Linked DNA regions of Mus musculus: region 1 is linked to region 2. A link is a contact called in public promoter capture Hi-C data. All regions are on one chromosome and are shown on one strand. The core of a region is the stretch at or near the end of the contact, and the rest is flanking DNA. Distances in the headings are between cores, read along the strand shown. Region 1 holds the start of Ahsg (alpha-2-HS-glycoprotein). Region 2 holds the start of Kng2 (kininogen 2).

Region 1 (2,945 bases), core at 378-2,877, 140 kb after region 2:
TCTCAACCCAATTTAGTTCACTGGGCATTTTCACTCTCCGGAGACCTCAGAACTACCATGGGTAGATGCACTGGGTTTATGTGCAGGGACTTCTTGATCCACTCGGGCATCCCATAATGAGCATCTCACAATCAGCACGTAGCACATGCACAGTGCTCGCTCACGGCTTTCCCTTCAGCATGTAAACTAGGCAGAGAGCCGGCCATTACGTCTTTTGCCAACTGCCCTTAAAACTCACCCAGGAAAACCGTGGTTTCAAATCAGCTGTCCCATTGTAAAGCTGGTTGTCAATCCTCACTCTGAGCATCCTGGTGTTTACCTTATTTTCCTCCTAAATCCTAAGTCTCTAGTGACACAAACTTGTTCTTCTCATCTTTATGTTAAGCTGAACCGTATGGAGTTTCCAACTTTGCATGTTAAAAGCAGACAAATAGTCGGTGACACATGCCTATGATTCCAGGAGCCAGGAGGCAGAGGCAGGTGGATCTCTGTGTGTTTGAGGCCAGCCTGGTCTACATAGTAAGTTCCAGGACAGTCAGGGCTACAAAGAGAAACCTTTCTGTCTCAAAAAGAAGAAGGAAAGAAGGAAGGAAGGAAGGAAGGAAGGAAGGAAGGAAGGAAGGAAGGAAGAAAGGAAGGAAAAGAAAGAGAGAAGAGAAAGAAGAGAAAGGAAGGAAGGAAGGGAAAGAAAGAGCAAAGAGAAAGAAAGAAGAAAAAGGAAGAAAGAAAGAGAAAGAAGAGAAAGGAAGGAAGAAGAAAGAAAGAGGAAGAGAAAGAAAGAGAGAAGAGAAAGAAAGGAAGAAAGACAGACAGACAGACAGAAACAGGAAAAGAAAAGCAGACAAGTATTGGCGGTTTCATAGTTTCAGTCTGTTAGCATATGAGATCTGTTGTCTAAGGAGAACATGGCTATCAGGCAGGTCTGGAATGAATGAAGGGAGGATTTAATGAAACGATCTGCATTAGATGGCCGTCACACATGGTCACTGATCAAATGCTGCTTTCCTTTTCATCAGAGATAAATGTAATCCAAGAAAGAGAAGTCATTCACAAATTAGCAAATAGGGCCCAGGTTCTCCCAGCAAGTCCCACCTTCTGCCTGTGGTCTGTGAACTATGCCTCGGGGTCCCTTCCTCTTCCCGTGGGAGCATCCTCTGTGAGATACACGGCTACAATACTGATGTGGCCTCTCCTGCTCTCTCTTTCCCAATCTCTGCTGCCATTCCATCTCCACTGGGAGATGCTAGCCTTTGAGGCACTGGGTTAGATCCCCTACCCAGATTCATTCAGCTCATTCCTGGTAGGCTCACTTACCCGAGACCACACCTTGACTTTGTCGATCTGATTCAAGACCTGTTTGAATCCCTGAAGAAGATGATTATTGAGGTAGTCCACGGCCAACAAAGCTACTTGCTCTGCTTCTGGATCATCACAAGCCAATTCTCTAAAACCCAGTCCTGTACCTTGTGGAGCGGATTGGCAGCCCCAGAGCTGAGCAAAACAAAGGAGCAAGACCAGGGACTTCATGGTTGCTCCAGAGAGGCCCTGGAAAATGGGCAAATGTCAGGAGCAGCCCGGATAATCAGCTTGGAGAGCTAGACCAATAGAGGGGCAGAGGGCCTAATTTATCTGACAGAGCCCGCCGAAGGAATTGCGTAAAGGCGTGGGACGATTTCTGTTCTGGTTCCAAATAATCCTTGCAAACAGCAGCTCTGGAAAAGCAAATAAGTTAGGACATCATCTCTCCCCAACAGATCTGCCAAAGTCAATGCTGCTGTGGGCAAAGATATTCCAAAGTCTGCCTGGAACATGGTGATAACAGCAGAGAGAGGAGGTGGCTGAGGGGTGAAATGGACATGGCCAGCACAGAGCGCAGCTGCAGTGGCGGTGGGGGTGGGGGTGAGGGTCATCCACGTGAATATGAGCATGCTTTGGCACCCTGAATATGAGCAGGATAGGGCTATAGCATGCTCTGGGTAAATCTTCTAACGTTGATGATTGATCTCCCTCAAGAAGAGTCATAGAAGAAGAAGAGAGTCCACACATGTAGCAAAGATACCGTGAGCCATGGGAGATGCTCAAGTCAGTAAAAATGATTATAGCATCGAGGGGTGTGACCGGTGTAGCTGTTTGCCTCCTCTTTTCCCTCACCCTCACCCCTGCAAACCTCACCACCAAGCCCTGCAGGGAACAGCACAGGCAGGCACTGCTCTGTGTCTTCTGTGTGGCCATTCAGCACCAGTAGCACTCTGGTCCCAGCCAAGGCACAAGTGCAACACCATGGAGTTCTGGCCTCTGAGCCATCATTTGACACGGTTCTGGGTTGGACTCCAGCATTTCAGGTTGAGGTACTGCAAGAGCAATTATGAACAAAGGTCTGCTCTGCACTCTTTGCAATCTCAACAAGAGGTTAGTGTGCCTGTGGGTTTTGACAGTCCCAGATATGATCTTCAGGAAGTGTGTGCAGGACACTGACAGGTTTCAGAAATGTCATGTAAGGACCGGGAGCCAAGAAGCCTTCACACAAAGACCATACTTCAAATACCGCGAAGTCACCGTTACATTTGGATGGATTTGTCCTGTGGTTTTTAACATTGCTTCGGGGGGGGGGGGGGAATACTTGTTACAAAAGAAGAGAAGAAAGAACTTCTGATGGAAATCTAAATGGCACCAACTTTGTAGGCGACGACTTGGTTGTGGGTAGAGAGGGAGGGTGACAGGGCAGAGACAGTGGTAGCAGGGCTCATTTTGCATTTGCTTCCAGCCACACGCACATGTACAGACCTGAATGGGAACTCCCAGTTCTCTTGGAGAGGGGCCATAACGCTCAGAGACATCTAGCTAGTCATTTAGTTTTCTATTAACCGTGTACCCATTTAATGTAAAGGCATGACATAGGAACTCTTTGAGAGAGCTAAGCTTTTCCTCAGAAATACTAAATCTGG
Region 2 (3,109 bases), core at 302-2,801:
TAACTGTAGAAATTCTTGACCTCAACATTCCATTGGGGAAACTAAAGTCAAAGCCTTTCACTCTGCCTTGTTTTCTCTTCAACCCCTGTCTTCTCTTGTCTTTGCTTCTGTGACGCGTGGTATTAGGCTGTTTTGGTTACGTGAAAGCTTAAGTGTCTCAGGTTTCACTTCTGAAACTTGCTCAAAATAAAAGGATTTCTGTGAAAACCCTAAAACAATCCCATTGAGGTATTATGATTTCCACATCGTTCAGGGGAAGAAACCCTGATGCGAAGGTTCTCTGACTCTGACTCATACACACATGGGCAGAGATACAAACCTACACTTGTTCACATCCGGACACACAGAAGAACACATACACGGAGACTGAGGCACACACTCAGCCAAGCATGAAACTCATGCACACTGGCATATGTGCACACACCTGTACAGACCGAGTCACATAGAAGGTCATGGGTAGAGCTACATTGGCATTCCTTAGGACCTCTGGCCCAGTGCCTGTTCCTGCTGCACTTCTATAAAGTTCCCATTCAGCACACGGTGACAGCACCTGGCTCCAGGCCTCCGGGCCTCTCAGGCAGACTCCAGCTCACACTAGAAATTCCCATCAACCACACAGAAGCCAACTTTTGAGATTTCTTTATTACTTTTATTTCTTCTTTTTCTTATTTCCTAATTTCCTTCCATCTGTCTTTCCTTTCTTTTCTTTTATTCCTTTTTAAAATTATTATTATCAGTATTATTCTGTATTTGTGAGAGAGACAGAGAAAGGATGAGAATGTGTGTATGCAGGCACACAAAAGCCACAGCCCACATGTGGATGTCAGAGAGCTCTCAGGAGTGGATGCCTCCCCGGACACCTTGGTAAGACAGGTCTCTTTGCTTTTCTTGCTTACAAACTCCAGGGTACCTAAACTTCCTGGTGATCCTCTGGCCTTCCCCTTCTGGATTAAAGTAGGAATACCAGGGTTACAATTGTGTGTCACCATCCAGAGGTGTTCTGTGAACTCCTGGCTTCAAACTCTGCTTGCCAGCCTGAGGCTTGTGAGGCAAGCACTTGAATCAGGTGAGAATCTGCTGGCCCCACCCCTTCTTCACATAGACCAATAGAACCCAGCAGAGAGGTTGGCATGGCCAGAGGCCAGACAGGATGCCCATGGTTTGTCAGATTTGCTAGTGTCCTGGGTGGAGCTCCCAGCATGTGACTGATGGTCCTGCACATGTGCTTTTCAAGAACACACCAGAGCTGACAAAACCTTGTGTCTGTACACTCCAACATGCCACAAGCAATATTGTGTGGTAGGTATTTCTACATTGTCCTCATTGTTCACGTACGCAGAGCCCTTTGTAACTGGGCCAAGAGTAGCAAGAGGATACTGGAAATGGTTGTTGGTTTTAGCTCCTTTTACTGGTTTCTGCTTTAATTCACTGTGGAGAGTTGAGCAATGCTTGAGAAATGGGCTTTGCACTCCCACATTCTTTCCAAAGGCAAACAGGTCAACAATCCCATGTTGCAATGCTCTTGTTCCATACCTGGCTGGATCTCAAGCAGAGTCCTGTTTGTTCTCTGGGAAGAGGGCACACAAGAGGTGACTTCAAGAATCTAAATAGGGGCCTAAGTGGTGAGGCAGAGAGAGCTGAGGCAGGAGAGATCAGAGCCCGGAGGCTGCCAAAATCAGCTTCTGAGTTGGTTTCCCATTCTTGGCAAAACAGTCCCTCAGTTCTAGAGGGACCCTTAAATCATGAAGCTCATTACTACACTGCTCCTCTGCTCCGGACTCCTGCTGACTTTAACACAGGGAGAAGAAGCGCAGGAAATTGACTGCAATGATGAGGCTGTATTTCAGGCTGTGGATGCCTCTCTGAAGAAGCTTAATGCTAGGTTACAAAGCGGCAACCAGTTTGTGTTGTACCGAGTGACCAAGCGCGCTAAAATGGTGAGTAACAGCTTTCCTGTGAAACCACTTGTAATTGGTGCTCTCAGGCACAGGGGTAGAGGTTGGAGATGGCCGGTCCTTAGTCTTCCTGGGCGATCATGAAAGCAGTATCCCAGGAAGAAAGAAACCACAGAAGATGGAGATGTTCAAAAGGGACAGGCATAGTGGGGAATCCAGCAATGCAGTCAGCTTGCAGCAGGGGAATCCACTGCATCTGTGAACTTAGTCATTTTCCAGACTTAAGGGAGAGTTCCCTCCTGGGATGAATACAGGGAGTAAGAAGAGAGTTGGCATTATTGCTTTGGACCAAGTATCTAGCACTGCCTGTGTGTGGCTGATTCTTTGAGGTTAATAGTAATGTTTCCACTAGCTTTCTTTAGTTTGGGGGGCAGGGAGGTTGAGCCATGGTGTCATTTAGCTTTAGACTAACCACAAACTTGCTGTGTAGCTGACAATGACCTTAAACTTTTGATCCTCCTGCCTTCATCTCCCTGGTGCTACACATACAGGCTTGTGCCCCCATGCCAGGTTTCTGTGATACTGGGGAATCAACCTCAGGACTCTGCCACCTACGCTCCATCCGGAGAACACTTTGGCAGGTTTTCTCTATATTCTTACTGCTTTGTCAGTGCACGCAGGTAGGAAAGGAATGAAAGCAGGGTGCATAGAGAAAAAACTTTCTTTAAGATTTTTTTAAAAATAAAGTTACAGGCTAGAGAGATGGCTCAGTGGTTCAGAGTACTGGCTACTCATGCGGGCAGTGGACTGGGATCAGCTCCCAGCACTTATGGTAGTCACAACCATCTCTAACTCCAGTTCCAGGGACTACAGTGTGTCTTCTGGCCATCCTGGGCACCAGGCACACATAGTATACATACATACATTTGGGCATACACTCACACTCTTAAGATAAAAATTAAGAATTTACATTTAAAAATCTTTGAATAAACAAATTTCATGTAAAAGACTTTCTTTGGATTGGTCACATTATTTCAGCATGAAAAAATCCCAATCCTTTGACGCCATGAGGATAAACAGAAAGCCCTGAGGGACACAGGCATGTGTGATTCAGAAGGTGAAGGGAAGTCTTTATTTCTCTCTGCAGCACAGCCTGCAGTCTGCTTCCTCCCCTCAGAGCCATATCCCCTCGTGTCTCCACTGCTGACAGATGG

Evidence for each region. Promoter capture Hi-C pulls out the DNA fragments that hold promoters and counts their contacts.
Region 1: a promoter capture Hi-C map of 3T3-L1-derived adipocytes shows a contact between it and region 2, with 2.9 times the contacts expected there. The contact joins the promoter of Ahsg here to the promoter of Kng2 in region 2. A contact is called at or near these places in 20 of 39 promoter capture datasets (the 3T3-L1 cell line, 3T3-L1-derived adipocytes, the C10 cell line and 12 more), 1 of 15 datasets of contacts at CTCF or cohesin (the NIH/3T3 cell line), 26 of 484 Hi-C or Micro-C datasets (the BV-2 cell line, bone marrow-derived dendritic cells, cortical neurons and 12 more), 7 of 115 datasets of contacts at active chromatin or transcription factors (embryonic stem cells, epiblast stem cells, hepatocytes and 4 more) and 5 of 9 other capture datasets (adipose tissue, embryonic stem cells, liver and 2 more).

The regions. Positions count from the first base shown.
Region 1 is chr16:22,890,697-22,893,641 of GRCm38.p6, reverse strand. Ahsg (alpha-2-HS-glycoprotein) reads right to left here and starts at 1,627. Exons shown (of 7, transcript NM_013465.2): 1 at 1,315-1,627. The coding sequence starts at 1,527. All of the region lies in intron 1 of Gm30505 (predicted gene, 30505), which reads left to right.
Region 2 is chr16:23,027,543-23,030,651 of GRCm38.p6, reverse strand. Kng2 (kininogen 2) reads left to right here and starts at 1,551. Exons shown (of 11, transcript NM_001102409.1): 1 at 1,551-1,937. The coding sequence starts at 1,743.